Regions from separate parts of the Mus musculus genome. Here regions 1 and 2 are each linked to region 3. A link is a contact called in public ChIA-PET and HiChIP or PLAC-seq data. All regions are on one chromosome and are shown on one strand. Each heading gives the region's core, a stretch centred on a gene start, on an enhancer-like site or on the middle of the called end of the contact. The rest is flanking DNA. Distances are from core to core; before and after follow the strand shown. Region 1 overlaps Sntb1 (syntrophin, basic 1). Region 2 overlaps Sntb1 (syntrophin, basic 1). Region 3 holds the start of Dscc1 (DNA replication and sister chromatid cohesion 1).

Region 1 (4,879 bases), core at 573-3,072, 760 kb before region 3:
GAATCTGCTGCAAGAAAAAGAAGTGGAAGTAGGTACAGAGAAAAATGACTACAAGAAGTTTCATAAAAAACACCCTGTCTGAAATGACCCCTCTCTCTACCCAGTTGTCAGTCATTACTAGGAAACACCTTTGCATAGTCTCCGAGATTGTCTTAATATGTACAACATGATCTTGGCCTAGATGAATTCATTAAACTTCAAAGGCTGTGGGTTTTTTCCACACTACCTGCCCTCCCCTTCCCCTACACACCTGTATTTCCTCCTTGGTGTAACTGAACTCCCTCACTTGTCCTTTTGCTGACATATGAAACCTCCCTGCATTGTCTAGCCTCATCAAAACGTCTCCATTTTATACTACGACTCTGTCCTAGCCAACTTGTTCTCTTGGCAATAATAGGTGGGTAATTCAATGAAATCTAGGAATCACAGGTAAGATTTCTCTCCCTGGAAACCTCCTGTCATATTTAAGCTGTGTGCTTATTCTGTGAGGTTTCAGCACCCGAGTTGTAGTATATTGGAGCCGAGGCTCCAGGAGGAAGGGTTCATTTGTATTCACCAGGAACCCTTCCCATACTTAAATCAGAATTCCCTTTTCTCATGCATAAACCTGGTTCCACGTGGAAGATGGCAGCCTGCCTTTCATTTTCCACCTGACACTTCATGACAGATGGAAACATCCCTTCCTCTTCTTTCTCCTCCTTATCTTCTCACATCTTTCCCTGAACAAAGGAGCATCCCTGACCCTTCCTTAGTCGATTCCATTTAAACAGAAAACCAGATACACCCCCAGTGTATTCAATTATTTTGTAATCAATTCCCTTTCTACAGCATCTTCCTTCAGAGACTCGGAGAACATTTTACAAATTGTACTGGCACCATTTTTACAAGTCAGAGCAAAGAGGCCTGCCTCTGGGAACAACAATTGAGAAGAAGTGAAGACGGACAAAACGTGTGTGTTATCTGAGTTACGAAACACCTAGAAAAGCCAGCTTGACAGACAAATCACTAATGAAGGAATTTCAAGCTAGCCAGGTGCTGTGATCCAGTGATGATCCCACTGAATTTTTTTCACATTATAGACATAATGATTGAATGATTGCTTAGATGAAAGCATGGATTCGGAATAACTATTGTGTTCATGCAATGTAACAGACACTGGGCTCAGTCCTGTGAATATGAAGGTTTTAGGGTGTTGCTGTATAATACAGTGGAGTGGAGACCAGACCCCAATGCTTGCCTTCAGGGAGTAGCCATAAAGATGTGAGACAATAGGCACAGTAAATGATTAAGTGACATGGGACAGGTATAAACAGGAAGGTACCACCTAGCTTACGTGTGGTGGCTTCCTCAGAGGTGGTGTTGGTGTTTGTTTGTTTGCTTGCTTGCTTGCTTGCTTGCTTGCTTGCTTTATTTGATTGGTTTTTTTGAGACAGGGTTTCTCTGTCTAGCCCTGGCTGTCCTGGAACTCACTTTGTAGACCAGGCTGGCCTCGAACTTAGAAATCCGCCTGCCTCTGCCTCCCACGTGCTAGGATTAAAGGCGTGCACCACCACTGCCTGGCTTAAAATAATCTATTTAAGTTGAATACTTTCTTCATAAACCCTGATGTCTAGAGGTTTATAAAGTAAAAATATAAAAACTTTGGGAGAACCATATGATTGCTCTGACTCAAATACTCAGGCAGTCTCTTCCCCCAAAGAGAAAACAGAATCCAAATTTATGAGGGTCTGGTCCGGTCACAGAGAGCATGTAGCAGCATAGAACCAGAGAGCAGTCACTGAGCCACGCCCAGCCATACTGTGCAACTAAAAACCCAAGACAGGCACTTGATTCTAACGGCCTCTTATTCTGTTTCAGTTTCCTTCTTTGCAAATCTTTATCAACATTTATATACAAGACTTTCATAACAACCCAAAAATTCAACAGGCAACCACAAGACAAAACCTCTTCCCTGTACACAGGCAACCACAGGACATGGCCAGCAAAGTAGAATAAACTTCAGAAGATGGGTGTATAGAAGAACTGCAATCGTGCGTGTTAAGTATATTGAACCAACTCTGAGACATGGAAAAATCAATACATTTAAGTAGACTCCTTCAGAATGAGAAAACTTTTCAGTAGGTCAACTGCTAGCATCCAATGAAAGGGAAAGTTTAATACACAGCCTTGGTCACAACTGGGGTTGAAGCACACAGAAGAAAGACTATTTTCCTTCCTATTTAGTGTTCAAGTTTTCCCAAGAGTTAATTGTAAAAGTTGGGGAAAAAACAGATTGTTGAAAGAAATAGCTAGAAATAGGGTATAGCTAAGACTTCCTAATTTATCACTGGACTAAACCACTCTAATTTTTTTAAAAAGACCTGACACTGATTCCATTTTTTAAAAGCCTGGCAAATTAAGACAACTCTAGTAACAAATGTTAAAAACAATAGCTGTAATGATGGCATGTGGCTTGTATTTGCTTGCTTTGTGTCGTGCATTTACATTACAGCCAGCCTGTATAGTTTTTATACTGAGCACCGGGTACCACACCACTTGAGAGAGATATTATTACTAACAACCTCAAAAGTCACTTTAATGGTGTTAGTGCTCTCATGTATGTCGAACAGGAAATGCAAGCTCTAACAGGTGCATTTTATCCCGTTCCTACAGCTGTGAAGGCGCATGGCTGGGCATAGAGTTGCCTGAGTCTGTCTGCCCCTCATCTTTCCATCCCACCATGTCTAATGAAACCAGAGCACTGCACCACATGGTGACAAAAGTGTGTGTCCGTTGTCAGTGTTTCCGTACCATTTTTGTGTTCTGGGCACTGAAATGGTAACCGCTTTGCTCCCGGAAGGAATTTCTATGCTTTTATTTTTTTTCTCTGGAATTCTCTGTCCTGAGATGGTGGGCAAATCGAAGACCTAATGTGTTTCATTTTCTAGAGGCTACTCCAAAAATGATTCAGTGGGGCCACAGAACTCCTGAAACCTGAGCCTGACTTTCCCAGACAGCTAATCGCTTCACCATCCAGTCTCCACCATTACTGCATGTGCCAGATGCCTTAGCAAATAGAACCTTCATGCTTAATTTCCAGACCACAGTTCCCAGACCGCAGAAGTTTGATGGCTACATTTTTTTTTTGCTATTCCATCATTTCTATTTATGTGACTAGATATATTTTTAGAGCAGGTTTAAAAAAGATGTGGGGGGAAAGCCCACCCCAAAGAACTTCCTGGTCTAATAGAGAGGATGCTGGAGTCTTCACATCAGCAGAAGGAACAGGATGTTGGCTGTTGCTACAACATATTTGGTTCAGCAGTGGGCTGTCATTTATCTGAGGGGATGTCTGGTTGTAGGAGGAAGGGGGAGCAAATGGTTCTGGTTATTTATGGATCCCATGAATTTTCATCAATAGGCACCATGCACTTCCAATGTTGATAAGCATATCTATTCTAGAGTTCACCAAACACAAAATGCTTGGTAATATGTCCACTTATTTCCTGTGGGAAAAGACTAGCAAAAGAAAGAGAGAAAATAGCCATTTCATATCTCTCTTCCCAGAGACAAGTATGTTTAAAACTGAGCACACTGCTCTGGATTGTTCGATTTGTATGTGAATGTATGTGTGTGTAAGTATGTGTACATACATGTGCATACATACAACTTCTGGTTTTTAAACAAAAACTAAGGCATAACTTTAAATCCTACATGTTCACATGACTAGTTTTTCACTTGAATACACACCATGAACATCTTCCTCTGGGGGGGGGGGGACCTCACTTTTTCAAATATCTAACGGGCTCTATAAGATGCTGGCTGCTTAGATTTTTTCCTACTAACAGAGTATGCATAGTGACATCTTAGTAACTCAAGATTTGTTCGATATCTCTTATTACCATAAATTAAATGAGTAAAGGTGGGCTTTAATGGACTGTAAGTCCTGTACATATTCAAAGAGAGTAAACTGTACCAGAGTAAAGTGGCTTCAGGGGACAGTCTAAATATAGGAAACACCATGTTTATCACACTCAGTAATAAACCATTATTTTAAAAGCTGGTCATATAATTTATCTTAATATGGTGATAATTGGCACTATTAGTCTTACAGAAAAAAATGTATCTTTTTCTTTACAAAAACACCTGTTTGGCTTTCTTTTCTTTTCTTTTTTTGTAGTTGTGTAAGATTTTAGTTGGGAGGGGGGGTTGTGATTTCTTTCTGCACACAGCATGAGAGTAAAACCTGAATTTGTGGGTTCTGAGATCTATGTAATAACTGTAATACTTTGCAGCAGCATAAACCATCTGGAGCTAGTAGACATGTCTGTGTTGCAGTAAAAATGTCTTGAAATCCAGGGGAATTTGACTGATGAGCTCTGGTTTGCCAGACCCTGAGATAGACCCCTGGACCTGGTCTTTACAGATAAGATTGAGAAAACACAAGGCATTGTACCCCCCAGAATGGCACAACTTAGAACAAAACTTTGTGGAAGTATAAAATGGGGGTGAGTGGAAGATGATTTGGGGGTGAGACATGTCTTGTATTTTATAACCCTGTGTGGGGTTTAAGGAAAGCCTGAAATCCCCTGTAGCGTAGGTGACTACGCTAAGTAATTGCATCACATCTGAAACTACTTTTAACTTGTTTCCTGTTGTGCTCTAAACAGGAGCTCTTCTGCATCTAAGTTTCTTAAACAAAGCTCACTTGGTAGCCTGCTCTTCGGGAGTAAGGGGAGAGAGAGACAGCCCCCATAGGTGGAGGAAGTACAAAGAAGACCCTGTCCACTGGCTGGGGAGGTATAGCTCAGATGGTAGAGTTCTTGCCTTACATACATGAATCTCTGAGTTCTGTCTCTATCACTTCATAAAACTGGGTGTGCCAATGACCCAGTCCTAG
Region 2 (4,309 bases), core at 1,458-3,957, 790 kb before region 3:
ACACAGCAGCAGCAAATTTCAAGAAGTGACACTCAATATGAAAGATATTTAGGATATCTAGATATTTAGGATATTTAAGATATCTTTTCTACATTCTCTGTTTTACTTTTGCTTTAACTCCAAGAGGAAATCTCCTCTTTGCAACTATTGTACCAAAACCTTTAACATTGAGTAAACCTAGCAAAAGACCCTGGCTAAAATGCAAATCCTGGGCTGGTGGGATGGCTTAGTGAATAAGGCCACCAAACCTACTGGCCTAAGATCAATTTCCAGGACCTACATGGGGGATAGAGAAAAACAACTGATCCCCACTAAATGTCCTATGACATCTACATGTGGGCTGTGCCATACATGTATACACACACACACACACACACACACACACAATGCGCCATACATGCAAGTATACAGACACAGACACAAACACACACACATACACACAATGCACACACATATTAAAATTGCACCATACATGCAAGTATACAGACACAGACACAAACACACACACACATACACACAATGCACACACATATTCAAATTGCACCATACATGCAAGTATATAGACACACACAGAGAGAGCAATGATACTCCTTCAGCCGTGTGGAGAATGGCTACCTTAATCATTTGCACCATGACCATTCTCTAGGATTTTCCAAAACGCCACATCTGACACTTTTTGAGACTCCTACTTATCTACAGGGCAAGTATATTTGTTAAACCTCCTAATCTTCCCCCAAAACATTGACAAAGCATGCAACAAAAATAAAATCAATGGAAGGTACTTTTCCAAAAACCCTAAGCCCTGGCCTCTGACAAGTCCAGACGTTCCTCTTTCTGTATCCAGAGAGTAGCAATGGGTCCTAGTTGAGAAAGAGCATTAGATACTTAGGGTTAGACCTGAAGGATTAGTCCTATTCTCGTTAATTTCTACTTCTTTCCCTTAGATCTGTTAGTGGGAGATGGTTTCTGGGGATCTCTCCAGACAGCAGGCATGATTTGGATCTGCGTGTTTCTCAGAGAACATATTGCCACCTATAATTTTCATAATGAACTATGCAGAGCCCAAGGACATGGAGGCTGTTTATTCATCCATATCTGCATTTATTCATTTAGCAAATGCTTTCTCATTATCTGCCATGTGTCCAATGGTATGCTGAACTCCTGGGAATAGTGTAATGACCAGGCTTACTGCGAGAAGAAGCAGGTGGGCTGCTTAGCACTCGGCCTCACGTTTGTGAAAGGCCCCTAGTTGAGACTGTAGACGTAGTTCTTAATGACGTTTTATATTGGTCATAAATAAAGGTAATCTGTGAAACATAAGCATTTATGCATTTATGAGAGCTTGTTGTGCATTCTCATCATCATCCTAAGATGTAAGATGTCTCCACAGTGGATGTGGCCTAGGTCCTTTACCTATCTCTATGATTTGTACAAATGGGTCAGATATCCTCCCTGTGTCTCATTACTCTGTAATAATGTAGATGTCCTTCTCCTCAAGAAATACAGAAGGTGGTCTGCCAGGGCAAGAAGACATCTCCTGGGAAGAGCCACGGCATAAAAGATTAAACAGCTGTTACAGTACCCAGGGGGATTCCTCATGTCAGTTTAAGGGAATAGAGCTTAAGAGCCAGGGGTTTTCTCAAGCCCCACAAGCAATTGACAGTATGAGGGAGTAAAATGGAGATGCCCTGATCCTTCCTCCACCACAGAACAGGCCTTCAATACAGGAGGGGCACAAGGATTGTCCTGTGGACCCTTGCTTTGTTCCTGAGACACTTAGCTTCTTTTTCTTCCTTCCTTTATTCCTTCTTCTTCCCTCCTCCCCTTCTCTCTCTCTCCCCCCTTCCCACCATTCCATATTAGTGATTTTATTCATTCATTTATTCTCCCTGTCTACCATGTCTCTATTTAGTTTCTATTCTCATTTTTCCTCCCTCCCTCCTTCCTTCCTTTTCCATCTCCACTTCCTTCTCTGTCTCCACGGCTTTGCCCTCATCGTCCTTGCCTTTTCACTAAATGCCCCCGTTATTCATTATTCCTACCAACATTAGAAGTTGACTGGCTCCCCACATCAAAAGAAAGTTCGTTTTTAATCAGAACAATATTTGCACTGTGAGCTTTGATCTTGCCTTCACGTGCCTCAGGCCAGAGCAGGACTCACCACAACAGAGAACTCCAAAGCTCACATTGTGTCCAGAGCCAGGCCACTGGGATGTGGTTATGGTTGTTACAGAATTAAGATCACTTCAATTAGGGTTGGGTTCTGTAGATTTCAAGTACATGAAGAAGAGAAGGAGGTAAATGCACATGTATACACGTGCGCATGCACACACACACACACACACACACACACACACACCTCCCTTTTATGAGACGACAAAACCAACAAAAACAGGCCAGAGTAACTGTTGACCTGCCTGATCTTGATCATATTATTTCTTTGAGTTTTAGACAAGAGCAGAGTGAAAAAATAACTTTACATTTCCCCCCAATTTCCAGAATTATCTGTGAACTGTCCCATATATAGTCTCGTTCTGTACCAAAGCCTTTTCAAACTCAACATGCCAAGGTTGAACTTACTATTTCTTCCCAGAAAATTGCTATTTCTCTTCAGTTTTTTTTTGCAGTCTGCAAGCAGGCTCCCACACTAGAAACCTTAGATTCATCCCACACTCCTTTCTCTCATTCACTGGGTTCCGTCAATTCTGCCACCTCAAGGAATCCAATTACTGCCTCTCCTTCACTCCATATGTCATAAGACTGCCAAGGAGATCTGTCTAAATGCAAATAGGGTTGAGCATTTTCCCATCATAAACAGCTTCTAGTGTCCCCTAGACACACCAGAACACATTCACTTCCTTCAGCATGGAAGAGCCCGGTAGTCCATCAGACGGGCTGAAGCATTCAAGGCAGCCCTGTGACTACCATAGGGTACCCACAGCACACATCTGACCTGCTGCTTGTGAGTGACTCTTTGTTTCTCCTCCATTTCCTTCCACACCTGGCATAGTCTCTCCTCCTTCACAGCAGCTACATTTTTACTCTTTATTTTCGATTCACTTCATCACTGTCCACATCTCTAAGCTGCCTGAGACCTCTTGGGGTCATCGGTGGCTTTGCCTTTCACGTCTCTCTGATTTACTGGAAGGGAGATGGGATCCAGAGTTAGACAAGCAGATCTGAAGATGCTTTTCCTTCTGGAATCTCCATTGTCTCACATATATTATGGATACATCTCAACCTCAAGGGAGAATTAATCTAGCATCAAGTTTTCAGTAAATGTTGGTGCTTTTCCTATAGAAAATCATAGGCAAGCAACTGTACAGTGATTAAAGAATACGACCTAAAGTCCTGAGGCTGAGACCTTGAGGCTCAGCACCCTCCATAGTCTTATTAAGGGATCTTGAGTAATTACTTTTGAATGAGTAAATTACTCTCCTTGTCTTGCCTTTGTCTATTATAAAAGTACATACTTCACAGAGCACTTCTGAATATCAAGTACTAGGAAAGAGAAAGTCACAATGTTTGGTACAGTGACCGTACAGGGGATGCTGGCTCTAACCATTTTCCTCCTGTTCTTGCCTTGGTCGATCATAATTGTTTTTTTTTTTCCACATGTTTTTCATTTATGAACTTAAGGGTTCTTAAAGGGGCCAGACAAGATTGTGTCCTTATCTACTACCAAGAGACATTGTGTAAGGTATTGAAATTGTTTCTCCAAATCGTTGAAGCCTAGCATAACCCATCTGAAGTCTCAGTTCTGGACTACAGCTAACAACACATTATAGGCGTCTCCCATCAGGCTTCCTGTTGCTCACATCCACACAACTCATTCCAAGACCCGTTCCAGACTTCTCAAGGAAGCTTTCCATGAGACTCCCCATAGACATTCAGATCTCTGTCTTAGATCTCAGAGAACAGTGTTCAGTTGATTTTTTTTTAAGTTATTGTTTCATACAAGTGACCTTGGTGACTTGTTAGATGTCTGATTGACAGGGCCTGTTTTCCTCTTTGTTTCCTGAACGATCGTGGTACCACCAACATCTGACATTGGTGAAGGTCCCTTGAATGAATAATGTCACCTGGCTAGGAGGCCTCTCTGGCACCATCTTTGCCTATTTACTGTCTGTTGCGGCCGCCAGCAGCTCGCAACGTGAACGGTTCGACTGAGAAGGCCGCTCGAGCTGTAAGAGAGGAATCTAGACGGGGCAAAAGAAGAAATGTAGCCAAGACAGTTACTCTGATCAAGGCTCAAATTTTATTGTTGCGACACCAGTTATGAAGGAAGGGGGAGGGGACCCGATTCCCG
Region 3 (4,660 bases), core at 1,799-4,298:
CTCCCCCGACTTAAAGCGTTTCCCCCCAAGCTTGTTTTCCCTGATCTCTAAAAATACAGCCAGAAAGAAGTTCTTTGCTCTCTATAGCCAGCAAAAAGCCTTTTTGTTTTTGAGCCTTACAGCCAGAGATGTGATAATTTTAGGAAGACCTAGCCAGGCGCCTGCCTGGCTCCCTGTGCCAAGGAGATAGACACCAGAGAGGAGCTACAGCTCACTCCCCACCCCCCCACCCCCACCAGAGAAGAGCTGTAGCCAATTCTCCTCCCAACTCCTCCCAATTCCTCACTTTTCCTTTAAAAGCCCCCTACTGTTACCACTGGGGGTCGAACTCCCCTGCCCTGTGTGGTGGAAGGAGTTAGTCCTCTTACAGTTTGCATCAGGTGTGTTTTTCTCTCGAGTCATTGGAGTGTAGGCCAGCTCATCCCGGGACTTGGGCAGAGGCCCAGCTTCAGGGGTCTTACACCACATGGGCTCTCCCACCCTTGATCACTAATTGAGAAAAATGCCTTACAGCTGGACCTCATGGAAGCTTTTCCTCAAGGGAGGCTCCTTTCTCTGTGATAAGTGCAGCCTGTGTCAAGTTGACGCACAAAACCAGCCAGTACAATGGCTAATTTGGGTTGTCAACTTGATGGAATTCTGAAACATGCTGCAAACAAACCTCTGGGCATGTCAGTGAGGGGGTTTCCTAGATTAGGTTAACTGAGGTCGGAAGATCCATTCTAAATGTGGGCAGGACTATCTCATGGGCTGGGCTCCTGCTGTGAATAGAAAGAGCAGGCTAAGCACAAGCATCCATTTCTCCCCATTTCCTGGTGCCACGTGACCAGCCGCTGCTTGCTCCTGCCACCATGCCTTCTCCTAAGGAGATACACTGTATCCCCTTTGAATTTCAAGCCAAGATAAACCCTTCCTTGAGATGCTTTTGTCAGGGTATTTTTGCTGCAGCAAGAAGAAACTCAGTTTGGCCTCATTAATTAGTAATGATAAATAAGAATAAAACCATAGCTGCCACTTGTTAAGCACTTCAGGCTTTCCTCACTTCAGAACAAGAGATTGAAGCTAGGAAAAAATAGGTAAATTGCTGGACGCCACAAAACGCTGAGGACAGTAAGGATATCACTGTTCTCTATGTGGTGGTTTGAATGGGAATGCCCCCCCCCCTCCCATAGACTCATGTGTTTGGATGCTTGGTCCATTGAGAGCTGTACAATTAGGAGGTGTGGCCTACTTGGAGGAAGTGTGTCACTGTGGGGGTGGGCTTTGAGGACTCATATGCTCAAGCTATATCCAGTGTGACACAGTCTCCTTCTGCTGCCTGTGGATCAAGATGTAGAACTCTTGGCTCTTCCAGTCTCCCTGCATACTACCATACTTCCTGCCATGATGATAATGGACTGAACCTCCAAAACTGTAAGCTATTCCCAATTAAGTGTTTTCCCTTATAAGAGTTGCCTTGGTCATGAGGTTGCTTCATAGCAATGAAACTCCAACTAAGACACTATCCTACAGTATCCTTAATTTTTAAAATTTTATTATTGTGTGTGTGGGTGCACACTTGTTATGGCACATGTGTGGCAGTCAGAGGGCAACTTTCAGAGTTGGGTCTCTTCTTCCACTATATCTTCTGGAGACTGAAGTCAGCTTATCATCTTGCATGGCAAGCACTTTTAACTTTGAGCCATCTTAGTGATAGCCACTAATAAATTCGTGGTACTTTCATATTCAGGATATTGTTCCATCATTTTTCTTATTCGATCCGATTTTTGTTTTTTTTTGTTTTGTGTGTGTGTGTGTGTGTGTGTGTGTGTGAGAGAGAGAGAGAGGGGGGGGGTCTATTTAGCCTTGACTGGCTTGAAGCTCACTATGTAGACCAGAATGGCCTCGAACTCAGATCCGCCAGCCTCTGCCTCCTGAGTGCTGGAACTAAACTACCCTTTGGCAACTCAGATGTTTTTGCTTGTTGTTTTTCTAGACAATGTTACTCTGTGTAGCCTTGGCTGTCCTGGAACTTGCTCTATAGTCCAGGCTGGTCTAGAATTCAGAGGTCCTCCCTTTGCCTCCTGAGTGCTGGGATTAAAGGTATGGTGCCAGCACTACCTGGCTCATGTCGGTTTTTAACCTGATGGACTGGGGTCACCTTGGCCTCCCTTTTTATTTATTCATTTGTTTGTTTTACAGGAAGGAGTGAGAAACCACCCTCTCTGAAGACAATTATTCCTCTTACTGTTTCAACTTTTATGGGTGGCCAGTCTGCAGGGGTCTGCCGGCAGCATCCCTTAGAGAGCTCGCACATCAGTTTCAGGTGCATGGATGTGAGTCTATGAATGGGTTTTCATCTTAAAACAGTTTCACGTCATTGTAAACTTTGGTCAAGAAAACATCACACCCTGTAATGCTGAGTTAGCCAGACTCTCCCAGGAGCATACCAGGCGGGCTGTTTCTGTGTAGAAGTCTCAAGCGCCACTTAGCACAAATGAAGTATTTAACGAACGGGAGGCAAGCTACCTTCCATCTAGGATGGTCTCGAAGTCCAAACAAATGACATCTTATTCTGCCAGGATCTGGTTCTTGGTCCTGCACAACACTGGGCAGGCTATTTTGGAACCACCATACATACATCAAGCTGGATTCAGACTTTGCCATCTCAAGGCTGCGCCACCATTGGCAAGCATTCTGCTCGCTTCTGCATGACAGGATCGACAGGATCCTGCCTTACTGGGTTGTTTTAACGGCTTAATGAAATTCTGCACAGACATAGCTCATCACGGGACCCACCGCAGCAGGCGAGGAAAAGGAGCTTTGGCGGGAAAGAAGGGGGTGGGCACAGGGTGGCGGAAGGGGTGAGTGCAAGAGCCGTGCTTGGCCCCGTGGGGACCCAGAATTGCTAACAGGACCTTCCTGGAGTCCTCATGGGGGAAACCGTGCTTCTCCCCAGCAACCGGGGACTTGCACGCTGTCAGTGGGCTGCAGAAGGACTCGCGAGTCCAGATACTTTCCGACTTCCTCGGGACACGCCCCGTCCCGCCCCGGAAGTCGGCTCGGGCGGATTTGGCGCGCTTTTGAAGTCCCGGGAGTTTAGGTCGAGGACACACCCCTCTCCGTGCTGCGAGATGTCCCCGCCGAGCGCTTCCCGGAGGACCCGCGAGGAAGTGGACGCGACGCTGCAGGTTGCCAAGCTGAACGCCACCGAGCTGCTGCCCACGGTGCACTGCCTGAGCTTCAGCTCCGGGACCGGCGGCGCGGCCACCGGCGACTTCTGCCTGCTGGAGCTGGAACCAGCACTGTGCCAGCAGCTGGAGGCCGGGGACAGGTGAGCCGGGATGGTGGGGCTCGGGAGCGCCGATTCCCCGGCCTCAAAGAGGCCGCCTACCCGCCCGGCGTAGCCCGGGGAACTCGGAAGGAGGAACTGGTGCAGAGAGTTGCTTTGATTGGGCCCGTACAGGCCGATGGGCGGGTCCTCAGCTTGCTGTCATCTGTCAGGAGGATTCAGCATTTGCTAGACTGCCTTGTTAGCAGGACTCCAGGGAATTTAGAGCCAGGTGTCAGCGGGGGAGTGTCAAGAAGGAAGCTCCAGGGAGCTTTGGAGGGCTCAGTACTGATGCCAAGTACTCCACAGAAACACTCGTTCAATCTCAGAATGTAGTAGCAGTGCCTGTAGAGAGAGTTCTTGGCTTGCCACTTGGGTTTCTTCTCCTTGAACCGCAGATGGGACAAACGAGACAGAAGTTTAAAGCCTAATGCAGACTGCTGCGTGTAGCCCGGGGGTTGGTTGGGGTCACTTACTGAAGATCTGGATCTGTTTTTAATTCCGGGTCAACTACAAAGTTGCTGCCAAGACCTTGGATTTTAAATCCTAGGCTGAGATCATGTCTTTTATGGCAAGCACAAAGCTGAGTGACTGAACTGCAAGTGGGCAAGGCTCTTACTCTCAGAGCTCCCCCTCAGTGACATACTTCCTCCAGTAAGGCTACACCTCCCAACCCCTCCTCAGATAGGGCTGTGGACTGGGGACTAAGTGTTCAAATGTCTGAGCCTGTGTTTGGGGGCGGGGTCCTCTTTCAAAGCACCACACTCCCAAGGTTTAATTTTAAATCTAGAAGCCACAGGATTTGGGACTTATTTTTTCTTTCTTTCTTTCTTTTTTTTTAGATTTATTTATTTATTATATGTAAGTACACTGTAGCTGTCCTCAGACACCCCAGAAGAGGGCATCAGATCTCTTATGGGTGGTTGGGAGCCACCATGTGGTTGTTGGGATTTGAACTCAGGACTCAGGACCTCTGGAAGAGCAGTCAGTGCTCTTAATCGCTGAGCCATCTCTCTAGTCCCCGATTTGGGAGTTATTTAAAGTGAGCTATCCACTAGAGTCTCAATAAGCCATGTCTTTACCCCCCCCCTCCATTTGCCTGTAGCTTTGTGATTAGAGGAGATAAGGATGAACAGGCTGTGTTGTGCAGTAAAGACAAAACCTACGACCTGAAGATAGCAGACACATCCAACATGCTGCTTTTCATCCCTGGATGCAAAACTCCAGACCAGCTGAAGGAGGAGGAAACACCAAGTGCCATCGTTCACACGGAGGTACCGCTTTGTACCTGAGTCTGGCAGTGGCGGTTTGTGTTCCAAGCTTGCCTTTGGTTAAAAACTTTTTTTTTTC

The links. ChIA-PET counts read pairs in DNA pulled down with a chosen protein or histone mark. HiChIP or PLAC-seq counts read pairs in DNA pulled down with a chosen protein or histone mark.
Region 1: a contact with region 3 is called in an RNA polymerase II ChIA-PET map of memory CD8 T cells, with 23 read pairs. The contact joins the enhancer-like site here to the promoter of Dscc1 in region 3. A contact is called at or near these places in 9 of 39 promoter capture datasets (the C10 cell line, embryonic stem cells, hippocampal neurons and 4 more) and 1 of 115 datasets of contacts at active chromatin or transcription factors (memory CD8 T cells).
Region 2: an H3K27ac HiChIP or PLAC-seq map of embryonic stem cells shows a contact between it and region 3, with 5 times the contacts expected there. The contact joins the enhancer-like site here to the promoter of Dscc1 in region 3. A contact is called at or near these places in 4 of 39 promoter capture datasets (embryonic stem cells, neutrophils and stem cell-derived epiblast-like cells) and 2 of 115 datasets of contacts at active chromatin or transcription factors (both in embryonic stem cells).

What each region holds. Positions count from the first base shown.
Region 1 is chr15:55,848,219-55,853,097 of GRCm38.p6, reverse strand. The region is part of intron 1 of Sntb1 (syntrophin, basic 1); the gene reads left to right. Among named protein-coding and RNA genes, the nearest start is that of Sntb1, 56 kb to the left of the region's middle. Within about 2 kb of position 1,822, at least 51 of the 459 cell types and tissues checked have an H3K27ac peak or open chromatin away from gene starts, as enhancers often do. A contact at or near this core is called in memory CD8 T cells and pre-B cells, where this site is marked.
Region 2 is chr15:55,876,824-55,881,132 of GRCm38.p6, reverse strand. The region is part of intron 1 of Sntb1 (syntrophin, basic 1); the gene reads left to right. Among named protein-coding and RNA genes, the nearest start is that of Sntb1, 28 kb to the left of the region's middle. Within about 2 kb of position 2,707, at least 13 of the 459 cell types and tissues checked have an H3K27ac peak or open chromatin away from gene starts, as enhancers often do. A contact at or near this core is called in embryonic stem cells, where this site is marked.
Region 3 is chr15:55,088,879-55,093,538 of GRCm38.p6, reverse strand. Dscc1 (DNA replication and sister chromatid cohesion 1) reads left to right here and starts at 3,048. Exons shown (of 9, transcript NM_183089.3): 1 at 3,048-3,313; 2 at 4,416-4,584. The coding sequence starts at 3,114. The region is part of intron 2 of Gm41325 (a long non-coding RNA gene); the gene reads right to left.